Regions from separate parts of the Mus musculus genome. Here all the other regions are linked to region 6. The links are chromatin contacts, called in public ChIA-PET, HiChIP or PLAC-seq, capture Hi-C and promoter capture Hi-C maps. All regions are on one chromosome and are shown on one strand. Each heading gives the region's core, a stretch centred on a gene start, on an enhancer-like site or on the middle of the called end of the contact. The rest is flanking DNA. Distances are from core to core; before and after follow the strand shown. Region 1 holds the start of Pde8a (phosphodiesterase 8A). Region 2 holds the start of Mesp1 (mesoderm posterior 1). Region 3 holds the start of Kif7 (kinesin family member 7). Region 4 holds the start of Wdr73 (WD repeat domain 73). Region 5 holds the start of Sec11a (SEC11 homolog A, signal peptidase complex subunit). Region 6 holds the start of Rccd1 (RCC1 domain containing 1). Region 7 holds the start of Pex11a (peroxisomal biogenesis factor 11 alpha).

Evidence for each region. Promoter capture Hi-C pulls out the DNA fragments that hold promoters and counts their contacts. ChIA-PET counts read pairs in DNA pulled down with a chosen protein or histone mark. HiChIP or PLAC-seq counts read pairs in DNA pulled down with a chosen protein or histone mark. Capture Hi-C pulls out chosen DNA fragments and counts their contacts.
Region 1: a contact with region 6 is called in a promoter capture Hi-C map of liver, with 4 times the contacts expected there. The contact joins the promoter of Pde8a here to the promoter of Rccd1 in region 6. A contact is called at or near these places in 2 of 39 promoter capture datasets (liver and pre-B cells) and 1 of 115 datasets of contacts at active chromatin or transcription factors (embryonic stem cells).
Region 2: a contact with region 6 is called in a capture Hi-C map of embryonic stem cells, with 2.4 times the contacts expected there. The contact joins the promoter of Mesp1 here to the promoter of Rccd1 in region 6. A contact is called at or near these places in 4 of 39 promoter capture datasets (cranial neural crest, hippocampal neurons, liver and 1 more), 2 of 115 datasets of contacts at active chromatin or transcription factors (bone marrow-derived macrophages and large pre-B cells) and 1 of 9 other capture datasets (embryonic stem cells).
Region 3: an H3K4me3 HiChIP or PLAC-seq map of embryonic stem cells shows a contact between it and region 6, with 2.5 times the contacts expected there. The contact joins the promoter of Kif7 here to the promoter of Rccd1 in region 6. A contact is called at or near these places in 1 of 39 promoter capture datasets (neural stem cells), 2 of 115 datasets of contacts at active chromatin or transcription factors (both in embryonic stem cells) and 1 of 9 other capture datasets (embryonic stem cells).
Region 4: a promoter capture Hi-C map of neutrophils shows a contact between it and region 6, with 4 times the contacts expected there. The contact joins the promoter of Wdr73 here to the promoter of Rccd1 in region 6. A contact is called at or near these places in 6 of 39 promoter capture datasets (hippocampal neurons, liver, neutrophils and 2 more), 2 of 115 datasets of contacts at active chromatin or transcription factors (bone marrow-derived macrophages and memory CD8 T cells) and 2 of 9 other capture datasets (adipose tissue and liver).
Region 5: a contact with region 6 is called in an RNA polymerase II ChIA-PET map of memory CD8 T cells, with 26 read pairs. The contact joins the promoter of Sec11a here to the promoter of Rccd1 in region 6. A contact is called at or near these places in 6 of 39 promoter capture datasets (cranial neural crest, erythroid cells, fetal liver and 2 more), 1 of 484 Hi-C or Micro-C datasets (CD4 T cells), 2 of 115 datasets of contacts at active chromatin or transcription factors (memory CD8 T cells and thymic regulatory T cells) and 1 of 9 other capture datasets (liver).
Region 7: a promoter capture Hi-C map of embryonic stem cells shows a contact between it and region 6. The contact joins the promoter of Pex11a here to the promoter of Rccd1 in region 6. A contact is called at or near these places in 3 of 39 promoter capture datasets (cranial neural crest and embryonic stem cells) and 1 of 115 datasets of contacts at active chromatin or transcription factors (astrocytes).

The regions. Positions count from the first base shown.
Region 1 is chr7:81,211,944-81,214,643 of GRCm38.p6, forward strand. Pde8a (phosphodiesterase 8A) reads left to right here and starts at 1,322. Exons shown (of 22, transcript NM_008803.3): 1 at 1,322-2,145. The coding sequence starts at 1,972.
Region 2 is chr7:79,792,159-79,794,858 of GRCm38.p6, forward strand. It overlaps Mesp1 (mesoderm posterior 1), which reads right to left and starts at 1,432. Exons shown (of 2, transcript NM_008588.2): 1 at 707-1,432; 2 at 83-433. The coding sequence starts at 1,369. The coding sequence ends at 365.
Region 3 is chr7:79,714,388-79,717,087 of GRCm38.p6, forward strand. It overlaps Kif7 (kinesin family member 7), which reads right to left and starts at 1,320. Exons shown (of 19, transcript NM_001291222.2): 1 at 1,278-1,320.
Region 4 is chr7:80,899,852-80,902,551 of GRCm38.p6, forward strand. Wdr73 (WD repeat domain 73) reads right to left here and starts at 1,418. Exons shown (of 8, transcript NM_028026.2): 1 at 1,334-1,418; 2 at 793-860; 3 at 497-585. The coding sequence starts at 1,374. It overlaps Nmb (neuromedin B), which reads right to left. Exons shown (of 3, transcript NM_026523.4): 3 at 2,376-2,652. The coding sequence ends at 2,617.
Region 5 is chr7:80,946,284-80,948,983 of GRCm38.p6, forward strand. Sec11a (SEC11 homolog A, signal peptidase complex subunit) reads right to left here and starts at 1,267. Exons shown (of 6, transcript NM_019951.1): 1 at 1,119-1,267. The coding sequence starts at 1,169.
Region 6 is chr7:80,323,152-80,325,851 of GRCm38.p6, forward strand. It overlaps Rccd1 (RCC1 domain containing 1), which reads right to left and starts at 1,303. Exons shown (of 9, transcript NM_173445.4): 1 at 599-1,303. It overlaps Unc45a (unc-45 myosin chaperone A), which reads right to left. Exons shown (of 20, transcript NM_133952.2): 20 at 2,141-2,700. The coding sequence ends at 2,469.
Region 7 is chr7:79,741,697-79,744,396 of GRCm38.p6, forward strand. It overlaps Pex11a (peroxisomal biogenesis factor 11 alpha), which reads right to left and starts at 1,435. Exons shown (of 3, transcript NM_011068.2): 1 at 1,214-1,435. The coding sequence starts at 1,269. Wdr93 (WD repeat domain 93) reads left to right here and starts at 1,453. Exons shown (of 18, transcript NM_001381990.1): 1 at 1,453-1,541.

The sequences.
Region 1 (2,700 bases), core at 72-2,571, 890 kb after region 6:
ACTGTGGAGTTGTCAAGGCCAGACTTTTGGTGGGCGGAGAGAAGAGCCTTAGACTTGTACGTGCATCTTGGCTAAAGGCAATTTCTCTAGGGATCCAGCTACCAGCTGAAAAAAAACAAAACAAAACAAAAAAAAACAAAACAAAAAATCTACCCTCTAAGACTGCTAGTTGAAAACACCACAGACTGGGTGGAATAACGGGTGTCAGTACAAAAACTTTTCCTGTTTTTCAAGACACCTTGGAGGAGCCAGTCATATTTTTATAGGACAGCGTGCTTTAACTTGACAAAGGAGCCGCGTGCCAAAGGCCAGAAAAGAGAACCAGTTTCTAAAGCTGCTCCAGCCTTATCCGCTCCGGAAGCCGCCCTGTATCCTCCTTTGGTGGCGAAGATCGATGCTCAAGGACGTTGCAGCTGCCACAGGGACCAAGCACCTGTGTCTGTCACAGCAGGGACTTCAGCCCGGAGCACATCTCCGGGTCTTAACAGTAGCCAGTCCGCGGGCAGGAGTCTCAGCCACTCAGGGTCGCACCCGGGTGCGTGTAGGAAAGGTGTGGACTGAGGAAAGGAAGCTACGTCCCGGTCCCGCCAGGGTCCCGGTGGACCTAGAGAGCAAAGAAGGGCGGGAAGGCCCTCGAAGTGGCTGGCTCTGGGTATCAGATGCACACCCAGGGGCGTCGCCCTCCAGTTTCAGCTACCGAGAGGTTAAGAGACTCATCTGGAGTCACACAGCTAGCTATCTGGTAGCACTTGGGGGGCTGCAGTTCTGATCCCTGCTGGACGGACGCACAACTCTTCATTTGGTTCGGATCCTTGGGACTGTCGAACCTGGAATCGTCCTTTGGTTAAGAGGACCGGCTTTCCCTAACCAACTTCGAAATATTGCAGTCCCACAGGTCTGAGTGCAACCAGAGGCGTGACGTGCCAGGTCTTGGAGCAAGGGCTATCCCTGGTAATAACGCCTGGGACCTGGAGTGTAGTTCCCCATGGACTTCGGAACGCTTCGGACTGAGGTCCTTCCAACTGGTCTCTTAACGGACGATAGCTCCAAATCTCAAACACAGTGACCTGACAGTGAACGAACTCGGTAGCCCCTGAAGCAGAATGGCTCTGTATCCTTCAGCAAGTCCTTTCCTTTCTCCGGACGGGCTGGCTAGGTGCCCCTGCGGTCGCGGCCGCGCATGCTCTTGGACGGGCGGTACAGGGAGCGGGCGGCGGGCGCCCCAGCTGCTTTGCATTGACGCCAGCAGCCGCTGGAGGTCACCGCTGGGGGCTGGGCGCGGCGAGTTGCCCGCAAGACGCGGTCCGGAGCACGGAGCGGGAGTCTCGGATGCTCAACTCCTGGCTCGCGCAGCCGCCTCGGCGCTTCTCGACGGCGCGGCCCGACCGGAGTCGAGGCGCTCGCTCCGTCAGCGAGCGGGTCCCCAGCTCGGAGTGCGGGCGCCGAGGGCTGGGCTCCCCTACGGTAGCCCGACTAGGGGCGCTCACCCAGCCGTCCGCCGGGCCGAGGAGAGGCACCGCCAGGCGAGCGAGCGCCCGTTTCCTCGAGAGTCAGACGAGGCGAGGGCGGCGGTGCAAACGCGGCGCGGGCTCGCGGCTCCCGGTGGCGAGAGCGCAAATCTCCACCCCCGACATTTCCCCGGAAGCGCGGCGGCTGCGGCGCGCGCGGCGATGTGAGGGAGACAGCGGCGGCTCCCGCCTCAGGAAGGGCATGTTCGGAGGGGCGTCCGCGGCGCGCCTCTCGCCCCAGCGCCCCCTCCCCACGGCCGCCGCGCCCGCAGCGCAATAAAAGGGGCGGCCGCGCTTCCTGACGCGAGACCCGCGCTTGCCGCCGCCGCCCACCCGCCTGCCCGCCCGCCCGCTCAGGCCGCGATGACACGGCGCCCGCGGCGGCCCCGAGGCGCCGGGCGGGCCGTTTGCTGACCGGATCGCGGCTGCCCGCCAGCGAGTCCGCGGTGCCGCCGCCGCCAGTATGGGCTGCGCCCCGAGCATCCACACTTCCGAAAACCGAACGTTTAGCCACAGCGACGGCGAGGACGAGGACGTGGACGTGGACGTCCCGGGCCCCGCGCCGAGATCTATTCAGCGATGGTCGACCGCGCCCGGGCTCGTGGAGCCTCAGCCTCGGGATAACGGCGCCTCGAAGGTGAGCCGCACTGGGAGGGCGGGGAAACAAACGCGGGGCACTGGGGGCCCTCTAGGCAGCCGCCCTGGCGTTGACCGACGCCAGCCGCCCGCGTTTGCGGGCTGTCGCGGACCGAGGCTTAACAGGGCTATGACGCGGCGCCGCGGGATCCGCCGTGTCCGTTCCTTCCCGGCCGGGGTCGGACGCGGCGAGTCAGTTTTCTCCCAGCGGGGTGGGTGGGGGACCCGGGATATCCCCGGCACGTTCCTGACATGGTAAACCAGAGTGCACTTTGCTCTGGCATTCCCAGAGTAGAAAGGCAAGGGTTGTCCGCACTGGGAAGGGTCTTAGATGCCACCAGTTCCCCCCCCCCCTCACCCCCTGCCTAGCTTATCCCAACCTCTGTCCTCTCATTGCACAAGCAGTTTCACTTTTCCACTTTTTTGGGGGCCATTGAAATGTAACCTGGAACATAGGTTTGGCTTCACTGCACGCTTTATCTGAAGTTCAGGTTTGTTAGCATACGTGTGGTATTTAAAGCCTGTGTAATTAGAAAATACTACTGGAGACGTGACC
Region 2 (2,700 bases), core at 182-2,681, 530 kb before region 6:
GGGCCAGCCTGGGCCGTACAGTGTGAGGTTCCCCCTCCCACACACCCCCAAATAAGGAAGAAAGAAAAATAAACCCTCCAAATGACACTAGCACAATCGGTTTATTCACAAATAAATAAATACACACCAGGCAAAGCTTGTGCCTGCTTCATCTTTAGAGCGTGTACCCTATTGGGCGCCTCCTTCCAAGGAGGGTTGGAATGGTACAGTCTGGATGAGGGCCAGCTCCCACCCCGGGATGCCCATGTTGGTATCACTGCCGCCTCTTCCAGGATCTACTCCCTCCGAAGGTGCCAAGACCAAAGGAAAAGTGTCTGTGCTCAGACAGGGTGACAATCATCCGTTGCATTGTCCCCTCCACTCTTCAGGCAGGCGGCCACTCCTGCGGCGGCGTCCAGGTTTCTAGAAGAGCCAGCATGTCGCTGCTGAAGAGCTGCAGGAAGAGTGAACAGCGCCACAATCAACACCTGCCCCAGGGTCAGGTCCGCGCTCATCCGCTCCACGCTCAAGGTTAAGCGAGCAAGCAAAGCGTCCTTAATCCCTGCCTGTCCAACTCCCACCCTGTTCGGACACCCAGGGCACACGGGGATGCGCCCAAGGGAGATCCTGAGTGCAGCAGAGAGGCTGGTCCGCGACGTGGGGCTGTGCGTCGCGCACCAACAGTAGGGGGCGCCACCTCGACAGTGTGGGGGAAGGGGTTACTAACCGGAGATGAGGGACTGGGCTCCATTTCCTGCCTTTCCTGGGATGCTGTTTCTGCGTACAGGAACGATGGGTCCCACGATTCTGCGGCGACTCGGGGTCTAGGGTAGGCAGGCGGGGATCCCCACGACACCCCGCTGCAGACGGCCGGGCTTAAACGGGGACCGAGCGACTGCGACTGCGCCAGGTCGCTGTCGGGGCACAGCGGGCAGCCTCGAGGTGACACCGCGTGCCGCTGTCGCCGGAGGTTGTCCTCGCTGAGTCCCAGCACAGCCGACAGGTGGCCAATGTAGCGGATGGCCAGGCGCAGCGTCTCGATCTTGGTCAGGTTCTGGCCGGTTGGTGCCACGGATGGCGGCAAGAAGCGGCGCAGCTCGTGCAGCGCGCGGGCGAGTGTGCGCATACGTAGCTTCTCCCGCTCGCTGGCGCTCTGCCGCTGTCCGCTACCCAGGCGGCTACCGTGCGTCCCGCGCCTACCCGGGGTCCCAGCACGCCGGGCCGGGCGGGCGCAGGGTGGTGCAGGGCTGCTGGCCTGGGCACCGTCCCACGGGTCCGAGGACCAGGCTGGGGAGCAGACGCTGTTCCCATCGGAAGGCATCGGTGGCTGCCGACCAGCGGGACTCAGGATCCAGGACTCGGAGCGCGGCTCGCACAGGGGCTGGGCCATGGCAGCGGAGGCCTGACCATTGGGTCCGCTGTAGCTTTATCCTGAGCCCTAGGTGTGAAGCGGGCCCCTTCCAGAATTCATCAGCATATCAAAGCCGGCTCGAGCCAGGAGGGGGGCAGGGCCTGAACCCTTTGAACCATAGCAGGGGCTCTGAGGTGCAGGACCCCTTAGTCCAGTCTGCTCCACCTGGACCATATTTGGGGCCTCAGTAAGTCAGGCACCTATGGCCAGGACTGCCAGTTGAAAGAACCATGCTCAGAGAACTGAAGTCTAGCTCCTAGGCTTAGGGTACACCTTCATTTATTAGGGACCCTACGCCATTTTTTTCCATCACTTTAATTTACAAATTGTATAACAAGAGACTTCGGGATTGCATTGGCCAACTGTGGACTAGGGACCTCTAGACACGGAGAGAACTCTAGTTCAGTCCTTCCCAGAGGCTTGGATGTGGCCTGTAGTCCTCCCTGATGTCCAGGCTATGGGAGGCACATTGAAGAAACCATCCCGACCGACCTGTGAGGTTGCTGGGGTGTCCGGGCAGGGGGAGAGGTGAGCCTGCCTCCCCACACTACAAGTCACTTCTAGTCTTGGCAAGATGGGGAGCTTGGTCCCCTTCCCAGCCCTCCCATGACTGGAGCTCTGCTGCTTTGGTCAGCTACAGTGAGTAAAAAGTCCTTTGACAAAACTCAACTCCTTGAGCTGGTGGCACACTTGGGAGGTGAAGGCAGGAGGGTCAGGAGTTCAAGGCCAGGCCTAGCTGTATATGGCCCAGGTTAACATGGGCTACATAAGATCCTGTGTTGGAAAAAACAAAACAAAACAAAACAAAACCCAAAAACCCTGAAAAGCAGAAACCTTCATCTGTCCCAATGGCAGTTTTATAATCTATTTCATAGGATGCTACCTGTTAGGTTCATAGGCTGCCTTTTATTTTTTAAAGATGTGTGTGTGTGTGTGTGTGTGTGTGTGTGTGTGTGTGTGTGTGTGCTGGTGCCCCCACACAGGCCAGAGGTGTCACGTTCCTTAGGATCGGGCCTTGCAGGCAATTGTAAGCTGCCTGAGGTGGCTTCTGGGAACAGAACCTTGGGTTCTTCAAGAGCAACATGTGCTCTTCTTAACTGCTGAGCCGTCTCTCCAGTGTTCTTCCTCCCACATCTTGAAACATGGTCTCATGTAGCCCAGGCTAGCCTCAAACTTACTCTAACCCAGCTGGCCTTTAGCTCCTGATCCTGCTGCCTCAGCTTACTGCAGTTGTGAGCCTGGCTGTTGAGGATGCCTGCTCTTACCATACCTGTTCAGTGTTGTACTGAATGAAGGGACTAGGTTGGAAA
Region 3 (2,700 bases), core at 70-2,569, 610 kb before region 6:
CCCAGCACTTGATATCTCCGGTTTTTGTGTTCCAGCTGTCCCACTCCCCCTTCTAAGTCTCTACCATTGCTCCTCCCTGAAACTGCTTGACACCTGCCCATCTTCTTCAAAGAAGCCAAAAGATCCTTCAAGACCAAATTCCTATCACTAAACTCTGCCAGTTCTTTTTTTTTTCCATTTTTTATTAGGTATTTAGCTCATTTACATTTCCAATGCTATACCAAAAGTCCCCCATACCCACCCACCCCCAACTCTGCCAGTTCTATCTCCTAAGTATCTCTCAAGATTATCAGCTACACTCCTCATCCTGTTGCCAAAACCAGTCATGCTGCTGACACCCTGAAGGGATAACTTCTGCCTGCTCCCTTTCCGAGTTTCAGTCTCCCCGACCTCTCCAACCGCGCAGTCTAGAGCATCTTTCAAAAACACAGTTGTGACAGTCTCATTTTTACACCCCACTAACAATAAAGGAAGCTTAGAACACACTCCCTACCTTCCCCATCTCCTGAATACCATGCCTTTCCTCTCAGGCCATCAACCTCTGTGTTACCATCTTCATCCACCCACGCTTGGGCTGGGCTCACCTTCCCCACAGGGCCAGGGAAGCTGCTCTGCTCTGTCCCATCACCACTACAGACAGCCCTTTGTGCTGCCCACATCAGACACTGACCACACGGATGCCAGAGCCAGAGTCTCTCTCCCCATGGAAAGCAAGAACCCTCTTTGTCTATTTCGAACTCTATCATCAGCACCCAGCACAGGGTACAATACTATCTAGCAATCCGTGAGGACCCCTCCCGCCCCCAATCTCGCCTTCTCCTTTCTCACCACATTCTTCAACCGCAGTATCCCACGCTACACTTCGTTGTTTTCGTATTTACTGTTTAGCATCTCTGCTTGTATAACCGCTCATTCATTCGGTTCTGGTTAGGTGCTGGAGCCTGGGTACACAGAGGTAACAGTGCCTGGCGGCACTCCAATCCCCAGGTAGACTCTGGAGCTGTGTGTGGTCCCGGCTTCTCCTTCCCCACAATCAAGGCTCCGAGCCTCAAAGGCGCCCTGACAACTCCACCCGCGCGATCGGCCTCTGGGAACAGGCCCTCCCGGAAAGTTTGCAAAAGTGATTACAAACGTGGACCCTCGCAGGCTGCTCCTCCTGGCCCGGCCCGCCCAGTGAGGGAGCTCGCAGTAAGCTGAGGGGCACAGATGGGGGGCTGCTCAGTCGCCTCCCGGGTGAGCCCTGTCTAGCCCTCCATCCCCTCGGGACCCACACCCACCTGCCAGAGTGCGAGCGCAGTCCCGGGACGCGCAGCCAAGCTCGGCGCCCCGACCCGGCGCGCTCCGATGCCGTCATCGGGACCCCCGCCCCCCCAAACATCCCTCCCTTCACCCGCAACCCCGCCTGCCCCGGCGCTCGGGGGCGGAGGCGCAGGCAGGGCGCCTCCAAGTCGGTCCGCAGACGGGGCTGGGCGGGCCCTCCTATGGGGGAGGGGCGGGCCTCTGCCGGGGGGCGGGCCCAGGGAAGCAGCCAGTGGCTTCTCTTCAGGTCTTAGAAAACTGGGAAATCGGCACCAGACATCTGTCTTCTCATAGACCCACTTCTTTCTTTCTGCTCCCAGGGTTAAGCCATAATCCTCATTAAAAACAAAACGTAACAACAACAAAACCACCTTCCCTAGGAAGTTTTAGTTCCTAAAACTATGTCTCATTTTAGGATTTATGAGATTCAATCGCAGTTTAGAGTCACTGTCAAGGGACACTTGTCATCCAGAGAGGCAAAGCTGGCTGTCCATCTCTTTGACTGGAAACACCATGCTTTGTTGAATTTGTAATTCAAATCTAGAATCCAAGCCAGGGTGAGTGGCCCATGCCTATAATCCCAGAACTCTGCAGAATCCTTGAGCAGCAGGGGATCAGCACCATCCTGGCTACAGAGGTGTAGCCTCTGGACAAACACAAAAATAAAAAATCTGGAAAGCAGACTGGGAGAGGCAGAGTGGGGCATTTGCCTAGCATGAGGGAAGTCTTGTTTTTTTATCCCAAGTACCACGAATAACCACCACCATCCCAGAATACATATTTATCACTTAAAACACCACTAAAGAAAAACAAATTTTGATAGATGTATTCAGATGACTGCCTGCTATAGAGGCAGCATAATTAAAGGCTGCAGAAATGTCCAGTTCTCCCAGATCTATATGAGAAAACACTCAGCCCCATACAGTAGAATCACAGCCTGAAGTGAGGCCAATGATGAGGCCATGTGGTGTCTCATTGGTAAGATAAGCAGGGGCCGGGGGTCCCTGATAGGCATATTCTCTCCCTTGGTGACACAGATACAGGCCAGATTAGACCAGATTAAAAGTAGATACAGGCAGGTTTATTAGGAGGCAGATCTCTGGTGGGTTCACCGATCTCACAGGTGGAGGTCAGTGACGTCACACATCCGCTAAAGCAAGGGGCTTTTATAGAGTTTAGGTGAGGAGTGCCAGCAAGGAGCTGGGGTGATGTTCACACATGGTCAAAAACTGAGCCCCTGGGTGGGCACTCTTGGGTGGGTTGCTGGCAACGGGGAGCCCAAGAGTGATAAAGTGATGATGTGTTAGCCAGACATTTTCTCTGGGAGGGCAGAGTTGGAGGAAAGGAGGGCAGATGGGTTTCCCAACTTGTGCAGGGCACGGGCAGGAGTTCCAGACTAAC
Region 4 (2,700 bases), core at 168-2,667, 580 kb after region 6:
ATGCCCTGGAAAGGAGTTACAGCAAGTTGTGAACTGCAATGTGGGTGCCAGGAGTCAAACGCAGATCCTCTGGAAGCGCAGAGTGCTCTGAGCCCCCGAACCATCTCTCCAGCCCACGTCTATTTCTGATAAAGTAAGACTGCTCTTTGCCTGTAGCAGCTCTCCTGCGACCACCTGCTTGTCCTTGGCATTCATCCCCATGCACAGGGGCCTTGTTCTAGACTTTGGTTTTGTTTTTCTTTTTTTTTGAGACAGGGTTTCTCTGTGTAACCTTGGATGTCCTGGAACTCGTTCTGTAGACCAAGCTGGCCCCAAACTCACAGAGATTCACCTGCCTCTGCCTCCCAAGTGCCTGGATTAAAGGTTTGCACACGCCGCCGCCCGCCCCCCCCCCCTCCTTCTGTGGCAGCCCCAGGTACTTGTCAGGCAGAGTAACAGGCACTCCAGAAATGCATAATAAATTGACACAGATAATCAGCTTCTCTATTTAAGTTACCTGGTTTTCCTGTACAGAGAGCCTGAGAGGTAGTATCAAATGAAGAATCTCATTTTTTTTCAAACTTTCATAACCAGCAACAAAGACTCCTGAAATAAAACAGTAACTATGACAAAGAGTTAGAAATATCGTGGATCGTGGCTGGATTTATAAATTCTCCCAATACCTTCCCCATTCTCTGAGTAGCCTTGTGTCAGGGGATGGAAGTTGAATGGGTCTCCCTAGCGGCTCAGACTTTAAAATTCAGCCCATGAGGCAGAAACGCATCTCGTTTAGTAGCAGGCAAGATATATTACCTTTTTCACCAATCCACTCAAGGACTCGAGTGGCTCCTGAGAGGTCAAATGCATGGAAGTCTTGGTACCTGCAGGATAGGGTTACAAAAATCACGCGACGCACAGCTAACCAAGAACTGGGAGATCGCTGAAGGACTGGTGGAACCAGGCTCTGGAGTTAGGTAAACATGGGGCTGAATCTTTTCTTCTGCATTTTCCTCCCTGGTGTATGAGACCGGGCTGGCCATAAGGAACCAAGCCTTGGTTCCTCACCTGCGGAACTCCCATAAAGTTGATTTCCCCAAGTTGAGGTGAACAATCAGGAGAAACCTGTGTTCAAGTTAACCTAGAATCCGGCCCAGGGTAACCGGCCATGTGTGCCTTATCAGCCCTCACATGCGCGGATCTGGTCACATTACTTGCTTACAAAGGACCCAGAGTCCCAGAGCTAGAGGCCGGGGGTCAGGACCTCCATCGGTCCGTGCCTGGGCACTGCCCACGAGCCCACAACCGCACGCGCCCTCTCCCATTGCCCATCAGACCCGCCCACGGGCCAATTTACAATCGCAAAGACTCCACGAGCCAGTCCTCAGCGAGCTCCATAGCAACTGTGGCTTCCGTCGCTCCACTTCCGCCAGCCAGACTTCCTGGGCAGGCGCGCGCTCTCGCGAGGAGAGGGCGTGGTCTTCCGCTGGCTGGGGCGGAAGCGCTCAGCGCTGCGCGAAGCCCTGTTGATGTTTCTTCTGTTCTGTGTGCAGAGTCCGGGTGAAAACGACGCAAAAAAACCAGATCCATCGATGTCAGCTACAAGCAGGATCGGAGACATCAAATATACCCCTAATGTATATTTAGGATCAAGAATGTGCAGCCAAAGAGCTGTCAGTGTCCCAAAGCAGGTACAATACAGACTTAATTGGCACTTCAAGTGAACAGTTAATTTAAGTTTGCGTGTATTGTCCGTAAAGGATACTTAAGGACTTTTTTATTTTTTAAAATGAAAGGAATCTTGTTTAACTGGGGATGTAGCTCAGCTGCTAGAGTGCTTGCCCGGCATGCACGGAGTTAGCTTTTCAGTACCCCGTAAAAATAGACAAAAAACCCAGCGCGGTGGCGCATGACTGATCAGAAGTTTTAGGTCATCATCTGCTGCATAGAGAGTTCGAGGCCAGTCTACTGTTACACAGGACACGATCAACAAAGTATCTGACATTCCAACTTAATTTTTATTCGATAACTTTGGCAACATGTATGGAGGACCCTACATTCGGAGAAGAAAAAGAACACAGCAGGGCTGGATTCTAGTGTGGCTCTCTCCCGTATGCACCAGGTAGTGCACTAAAGTTTGCCATGGGGATCAAAGGTGGGGCGAGTGCAGCATAGTGTAGGTAGCCCCCCACTGCAGGGGAAGAAGCTTTTGGTAGCAGAACTCACTCGTGGCTGGATCAGTGCAGCCAACACAACACCTGACTGCTGAGAGCTGGCTGGCTGGTGCCATGGTGGGGGGTGATGGGGCTTTTCTAAGACCACCCTAGCTCTCTGAACATGCCACCCTCCAGAACCCTTCCCTCTTTCCTCAAATGTGGGTGGAAGGAGAGGCCCAGACATTCTGTGTAAAGAGCAGTATTTTTATTCACCACTTCACCAGGGAAGCAAGAAATACAGCAGGAAAGACTTTGTGTCTGCATCATTAACATTCCTGGTGACCCAACCAGAAATCACAGTAACAGATTAACACATTTGAGCTTAGGATTTACATCCAGAGGAGGCCACTGCTAGGGTTCCATTGTCAGCTTCCCTGGATGGACACATTCTAAGCCCAGCATCCGGTTTGTTCCATTATTGGCATCACTTCTGCAGTAGTGGCTCCAGCAGCCTCCTGTACTGAAGGCAAGAAGGGAAGACTTGACTCTGGAGTCCACAAATCAGGGA
Region 5 (2,700 bases), core at 17-2,516, 620 kb after region 6:
GCTACACGGTGAGTTCCAGGCAACAGGGCAGAGTCATACCAGCCAGTGATGCCATGTTGTGACATATATCTATAAATCTACCTCTCATGAGGCTGAGGCAGGAGGACTACATAGCAAGACTCTGTCTCGAAATAAAGTAATAAAAATAAGGTCTTTCAAAACTAGAAGCGCGGTTCTGGTAGCCTGTGATGAATGCAAGGCCCTGGTATTGATCCCCATCACCGAAATAGGAGTCCATACAGAAGACAGTTAAGTGACAGCTACTCCTTAAAGCTGTTCTGACTGGAATGTCTCACAATTTTGTATGTATGTCTAAGAAGAGACGGACCTACTTTTCTATGTAATAATTATAAACAGGGCAAAACAAAGTCCTGTTCCAAAATAAACCAAATCTTTAAATGAGACAATTCTTAATACCAAAATACGAGGGGGGTAGGGAGGCAGGGAAAAGGTCAATTGCTACCAGAACATTCGGTTCAGGAGACAAAAAGGTGACCGTGTTCTCAGTACCTTCTAACACATGAGCTAGAAGACAGCAAGACTGAAGGATAAAATCTGATTTAAGTTTCAAGATTTCTGTTCCACTGACATCTATCATCAAAGATTCAGTGGACTGTCACCTTTCTGCCAAGGAAACTGGCACACAAGTGGTATAACAGATTCAACTCCGAGCTTAGAGTGACCCTAGTTAAAATGGATGAAGCTCACTGAGGTCTAGCTGGGCTGAAAGGTGGCTACACAATGAAAGCAACACAACGGCTCCTGTGGGACCTGTAATGGCTTTCCCCAGAGCCCCACCAGAAACGGTTAAGTCTGCCGCTTTACAGTGTCCCAAACTCCCACTTACAAAGCGCCCTATAGTTTTCACTTACTCCCCTGCCTCCTCGGGGGGAAGGGATCGCAAAGGTTCTCTCCTTCCCTCTCGGTCCCCCGAATCTGGTGCTATGAATGGGGGCAAAGAGGTCTTGGCTACCTACAGTCTGCAAAGAAAGAAATGATCCATACAGGCAACCGACCCACGCAGGCCCTCAATCCCGCCCAGAGATCCGCGGGGCGCCCCGCAACGGCAAAGAGACCAGAGGAACCCTGGCAGAGAGAGAGAGGGCGGCCCGTCTCACCTGCCTCTTGTTCATCCGCCGCACATCGTCTAGAAAGTCTAGAGACAGCATGGTGAGATGGAGAGCGCGACAACTAGCAGCCAAGAGGGCGCGATAGAACCACCAAGAGGGACCGCTGCAACACGGGCCGGGCTCACCGTGGACAGAACCCCCTGATGCCTGCACTTCCGCTTCCGGGGCGGGAGCAGGCGAAGCTCCTCCCTTCTGAGCAGAGAATGGACAAAGAATGACTTGTGAGCCCCCTAGAACAGCCCAGGGCCTGGCCTTGTCAAAAAAGGACCGTAGCCTTCTCCGGCCGAGAACCGGCTGAAGGCTGCTTTCTGTGCTCAGCCCGCGCGGCGGCTCCCGAAGACAGTGACCCTAGGTTAGCTAAGCCCACAGCGTGCGGAAGGCGGGCCCTTGGACAGGCCTGGCCAATCGGAAGCCGAGTCTGCGCCAGCGCGAAGTCGGTGTCTTCCTGCGTGCTGCTGGGGCACGGGTGTGGCTCGGGACGTGGTGCCTTGCTGTTTGTTCTCAGGTGGAGCACGCTGCGGTTCGCTACCGGAAGCTGTGTGTGTCTTTTAAAGCATTGTATACACACACACACACACACACACACACACACACACACACACACACACACGCCAATTGATCACAAGATGCCTTAGTGTCATGAGGGCACTGGTGGTGCAGGTGGCCAGGAAGACCCGTCTCAGTTTTGACCTTTACCAACAGTGATTTGCTTTGTCTCCTGACACTTGGATGTGAGCCATTTATTTGACCCGCAAATTTTCACAGGGGCGGGGATTAGAAGTGACATCATTGCCATGGGGTTTCTTTTGGTGGGTGATAGATGTACAACTCCATGTATATACTAAAACCATTGAATTGTGCGCCTTAGTGGACTGTATGGTATGTGAATTATAGCACAATAAAGTAGGTGTGAGAATGGAAAGGAAACCGCTGATGTCTTGTTCACTGTTAAATTCCCAGTGGTGGCCGCACAGCTGGCATGTATAAGGCACAAAATCAGTACTTGAATTTAAAGAGAGGAAAGAGAGAAAGACTATCTTCAACTATTAGTAGAAACCTTACATTTACTGAGATGGGATAGGAAATGTTTAGAATTTCCAAGTTAGAAAGTTTTATAAAAGAAAATACATAGAAACCCCCATGGGGTGCCCCATAGGTATCCCAGCTTCCGTGACAGTACCAGATATGTGTATCAGAATGACTTCTTCATTAATAACTGTTGATGTGGTTCTCGATCTAAATTCTGGCTAGTAGAAACCTTCACATAAGCTTGTCAGTGTTAAATTCAACCTAAGTTCAAATTAAGTGGGAATGAGCTTTGACCCTGTATTTTGTGCCTTGAAGAGCCCCAAGAGCAGCTCAAAATCCTGTGGGTCCAAAAAAGGTGAATAAGCTATTTAGTTGGGAAGCTTTAAAAGCATCTCGTACAAGTGGGTGATGGGGGGAAGACAGGTAGATCTCTGCAAGTTCGAGGCCAGCCTGGTCTAAATAGTGAATTCCAGGACAGCCAGAGATTCATAATAGAGAGATGCTACCAAAAAAAAAAAAAAAAAAAAAAAAAGCTGGGCAT
Region 6 (2,700 bases), core at 53-2,552:
TCAAGGGCACAGAACATAACTATATAATCAATCTTAGCATTAGAAAGTTCCTTAGGAACAGCACAAACATGAGAAAGTTTCTTTATAATGGCAGGCTGTCCAGGTAACGGTTACCTAGGCCTTAACCTTCCATCTAGGCCTTAACAGTGGTCTCTTTCTTTGCAACCCAGAACTTATTTCTATTACCACAAGGGAACTGTGAGGCATGTACGTGGGAGATCAGATACAACACTAGGATCTGAGGCCCACAGCTCCAGTCTCTTAGCCTTGAGAACTTTAACCCCGAGTCTCCATTCAAATTGACTCCATTTTTCTCTAGACTCCCAATCACACAGCAAGTGTGGAGCTGAGCCGTGTCCTATGGATTTATAAGCCTCGTCCCAACAAGAAGAATAAACACCTGGGACCTAGGTGGGCGTGCCTGTGCACCTGGATCCTATTGCACAACTTCAGTTTTACAAGGCGAGTGGGGACAGCACTGCTTGTATCTACCTAGCAGAACTGTTTGCAATAAATACAAATCAAAATTTAAGTGTAAACAGTCCTAGCTTAGTTTACACAGTAGAATTTAACGACGAAAATGACCATTGGCTCTTACCGGGTTTCAGAGGCATTTGGACAATTTCCACTGGACCTTACTCGGTCGTTTATTCAAGAAGTCTTTGCTGCGCCTTTCCTTTGACTTAATGTGATGACTATGGGTCCCAGGGAGCTCAGGCTGAAATTGGGAGACAGTCGCGCGGTTCAAAATGCAACGCCACTTCACTCGAATGGATCAGAATTTTACAGACACTCTCGAGCCTCTTAAGTCAGATCTGAGACTACAGCTCCTGGATCCCCAACCAAAGGAATCTTTCATCTTCCCATTAGCCTGTACCCTCAACTCATCAGGAAAGCCCTTTAAGCAGGAAACCTTGAAAGTGAGCAGCGCATAGTAATGTATGGCTCGGGGAACAGATGGCCGGCGGAGTAAAGCACTTTTTAAGGGCCTCCGCGCCAAGCAACGCGGTCATTCGGTGCGCCAGCTTTTCGGAGCCAATCGCAGGCACGAGCGGTGACGTCACCACTGGGGCGCGCCTGACCGGCACACATGCGCCGGGTTACCTGCCACCAGGCAGTAGGCTGAAGTCTCCTGTGCGCGCCAACAGCAGTGGACGCGGTTGGAACCACTGAATGAATGGATACTCTTGACGATCCGAGGGAAACGGCGGGCGAAGACCAAGCCCTGACACCCTCCATTCCCTTTGAACAAGGAAGGAGGTCGTTCACTACTGAACAAGCGCAGGACTGAGGGCCAAACAGGAAGCTGTAGTACTAGTGCCTTCACTGATTGGCCCAGGCTCTGTCACTTACTTGTACTGAGCCAATGAGTGCCAAGCCTGGACTCCAGCCTCTAAGAAACCGGTGTTCCTAGCCATATAGGGAATCTATTTGAGTCCTGTTTCTCCTTCAACCTGGCAGAGTTACAGAAAAATGTATTTTCCCCGAGGGAAGCGCACACTGACCCCAAATTCCAAACACAGACTGGGTAGAGATCACAGAAAACTCACAATATCATGACAAATGTATCCAAGGACCAGCATAAAAAAACGACACTGAAAAAAAAAAAAAAAAAAAAAGCTGGGCAGTGGTGGCGCACGCCTTTAATCCCAGCATTCGGGAGGCACAGGCAGGCGGATTTCTGAGTTCGAGGCCAGCCTGGTCTACAAAGTGAGCTCCAGGACAGCCAGGGCTATACAGAGAAACCCTGTCTCGAAAAAAAACCAAAAAAAAAAAAAAAAAGAAAGAAAGAAAAAGAAAAAACCAACCAAACAAACAAACAAAAAAAAAAAAAAAAAAAAAGACACTGAAATTTGATCAGCTTCCTAAGCTTTAGGCTAACTCACCAGGATTTAGAAAGAAACCAGCGTGGGTGTTGGCACTTGTAATTCCTACAACTCTTAACGGTTGAGAAAGGATTATCAGTTTGAAGCCAGCCTGTCCTACCCATATTAAGGCCTTGTCTACAAAGGTTCTCCATGGGCCCACTGGCTTCCTTCTGTTACAGCAACAGCGCTCTACAGCACACTTTGCTGATGTCCAGCTGTTGCTCCTGAGTGTCCCACCCTCAGCAGCCCCGCCTACAACAACAAACAGATGCTTTAGTTCCACAGAATTTATTAGCGGGGTGAGCCTGCTGGCAGGCTCTGATGATGCTCCCAGCATGTGAGGATGCTGTTGTGTCCTTCCTTCTTGATGCCCATAATCCTCAGGCTTGAATGGGATGTACGTCCCCCAGCCTCAGCTCTCTACAGTACAGACAGGGCCCTCCTGAGTGCTGGCAGGGCAGGGCTGTATGCTGTGTGTCCTGAGAACACCAAAGTGCAACTGTGGCAGCTGTGGAGGCGAGGCAAGTATCGAGCATCCCAGTGCTGACTCAGAGCTGTGAAGGGTGACAGATGCGTGAGCTGTGGGCCCCGGGCCGATCGTCACTCTCCGTCCTGGTTGGGTTGGATGAGTCTATATTCCACTGCTTTCTCCAGGCAGGCTGCGGCAGCCCTGGTGACTGGGCTCTCCTCGCCCTTGGCCAACACTGACAGGATCTCCAGGACCTCACTCTCCATCAGGGTGCCGGCGATCTCCTTCGAAGACTGCATCATGTTCAGCACCACCACGGTGCCCCGGTGCTGCAGCTCCTGGTTGGGGCTGAGGAGCAGGGCC
Region 7 (2,700 bases), core at 185-2,684, 580 kb before region 6:
CAGAGTGAGAGCAGGAGATAGAATTCACTCTCTGACCAGAGGCTCACACTGCTTATGTTATACAGCTTCCTCTCTCAGGTTTGGTTCAATAGTGGCTGAAAACAGGGCATTATTTTAGGAATGCTAGTTGGTTTGTTTGTTCATGGTTATATAGTTCCTTAGAAAGATTGGGAAATAAAATTTTGCTGAATACATATATCCTAAATTAAAGACAGTGTAGGGTACATTCTGGGACCACTGAAATGATATATGTGTTGACCTCTAATGAACCATGGCTAATCCTCAGCCATTCTGAGACTCTATCAAGTTAAACAGAAAGGCAGCATGGCCTAAGTGAAGAGGTGGGCTGGTGCTGGAGTCAACTATGTGGACCTGCATCTTTTGGCTCGGCCACATTAGTTTTTCCTAGCCTCCTGGTTCAGTTTCCCTATATGTGAAATTAGAATATTAAAGTATCTCAGGGCTGCAATGGAGGCTCTGTACAGTCAAGTCTCACCATTAGGACTTTTCTTACTTGTATGCTTAGTTAATTTTAGAGGTTGACCACTTAAACATCTGGAAAAGAAGTGTTGTTAAATTAAACTCCTATGTTTCACACATACCCCTTTTCCTTTTCTTTTAAATGATCACCGAGGGGCATTCAAATTTCTCTTTTAAAAAAAAATGAAGTAGGATTAGTTTTAAACACGCATTGGTGATTTCGAAAGTACACTATGTACTTGGGAGGTATTGTTCAAACACTTTGTCCGCTGTACAGTTTACAGTTTACAAAGCAGCTTTTTAACAGCTTGATATCTCCAAGGCGCAGACTGGACCAAAATGAAGATAAAGAAGATAAATCTGTCTTTCCGTGAGTTACGACTTCACGAGCGCTCCAAACTACAGGTGTTCTGTTTCCTTAGCTACAAAAGAAGCTCCAAGTTTCTCTGGAAAAGAAATCTCTAGGAAAGATGTCGAGCGGCTGGGAACTTTCCCTCTCCTGGGGAAAGTTAGGAGATCGCACTCATGGGCCGCTGTCACCTCCCGAGACACCGAGGTGGCTGACACGCACAGTCCCTCCGGGTTCACAGGGAGGAGGGGCTCGGCTCGCAACTCCTCAGTGGGAGCTGGCCGCGGCCTCGTGCCTCGATTTACCGGGCTGTGACCTCTTTCTCCGAGAAGAAACCCTGGGTCCTGAAGGGACGGGGGCGGAGGCCGACAGCACCTGACTCACCTGAAAAGTCGGTCCCGGCCCTGGCTTTGGTTGGCGACTCGGATGAAGGCGTCCATGGCTCCCACCCACAGCCACGCGTTGCGCCCGCTCCCTCGTGGGTCCCCTGGGACGTCGCCGGTCCCGGGGGACAGCGGGAACAGATTAGTTGCCAGGTGGGTGGGACTTCGTCTCTCCGCCCACACGGGGGTGGGCACACCTTCGGAAACGCGGCTTTTGGAGTTCCGGTTAGTACCGGAAGTGGTAGTTACTAAGGCGACGCCAAGCCACAAGACTTGTGAGTAGAGCTGAGTTTCACAAGGTCGTGGCCTTCTCCCGTCTTGGTTTCCAGGTAGAGGCACTGAGTGGGTCATTCCCCTGCCTCAGGCGTCCAGGTGTCCCCAGGTACCCATGAACCCCATCAGGAATGCTAAATGGTCTTCTCAGGCTGCAGGCCGCATCCTTTCCCAGTGTCAGGCCTTATGATGCAGGCAACAGAGCTAAGTCAGTTCCTGGGGTGTGTTTCTAGCAGAAGAGTGGGAGTAAAGTGGGAGAATTTTCTATTAGGATTATTGAAAAACCAAATGATTCCTGAGGAAATCCTACAAGCTCCACACCAGCAAAGCACAGGCAAGGGAGATCAGTGACATTGCACCGCTGATCGTTGGTTCTGTGGCGTTTGAAGATGGAGCCCCACTTAGTAATTTTCTTCTTTTCACCGCTTCTCCCTCCTTCCTCGCCTCATTACCTCTCCCCTGTCTTTCTGTTTACCCTACCCCTTTATGATATTATTCCAGCAATGACTCTGATGGCTTGGGTGGGAATATCCTGCTGAAACACAGCCTCAGTCTCGTCACCCAACCTTCTTAGGGGATGCCCCAGAGGTGCTTTTCTAAGGATGGGGTAACATGTGAGTTCCTAGGCTTCTCTGAAAGCTTGTGGGCCAGGACCCCTCAGTGACGCCTCTCTAGCCAGCTGAGCTACGCTCACTGATCCCTGCAGGGACCTGGGCCACATTAACTGTACAATAATGCACAATACATGGTCCTCCCTCAGCTGGCAGGCTTTCCTAATGCTCTAACTTGTTACTGCGGACAGCAAGGCTCCCTATTGTGGGCTAGTAAAAAAAAAAAAAAAAAAAAAAAAAAAAAAAAAGAAATAGTTGCAGATTGAAACTGGAGGGCGATTTTACTGCCAGCTTGAAAGAAAAAAAAAAAGACAACAGGGCAAACTGTGAATCTCAGTAGCTTCCAAGAATAGAGAGATGAAGAAGAGGAGGAAAAGAGAAAGCCGTGCTTTTTACAATGGAGGTTCCCAAGCAGCAGCTTGGTGAAAGGGTGGGAGCAGCGTGCGGACAGCATGTGAGAAAACCCAGAGTCTCTGGTGGAAGCTCTGCAAGCTGCTCCTTGAAAGGAAATTTATAAGCTTGCTCGGTGTGTCTGTGAAATCGGGTCGCCTACTTTTCTCTATTCCCTGCTTCGGGCCTGCCCCTAACACTTGCAGGCCCGAAG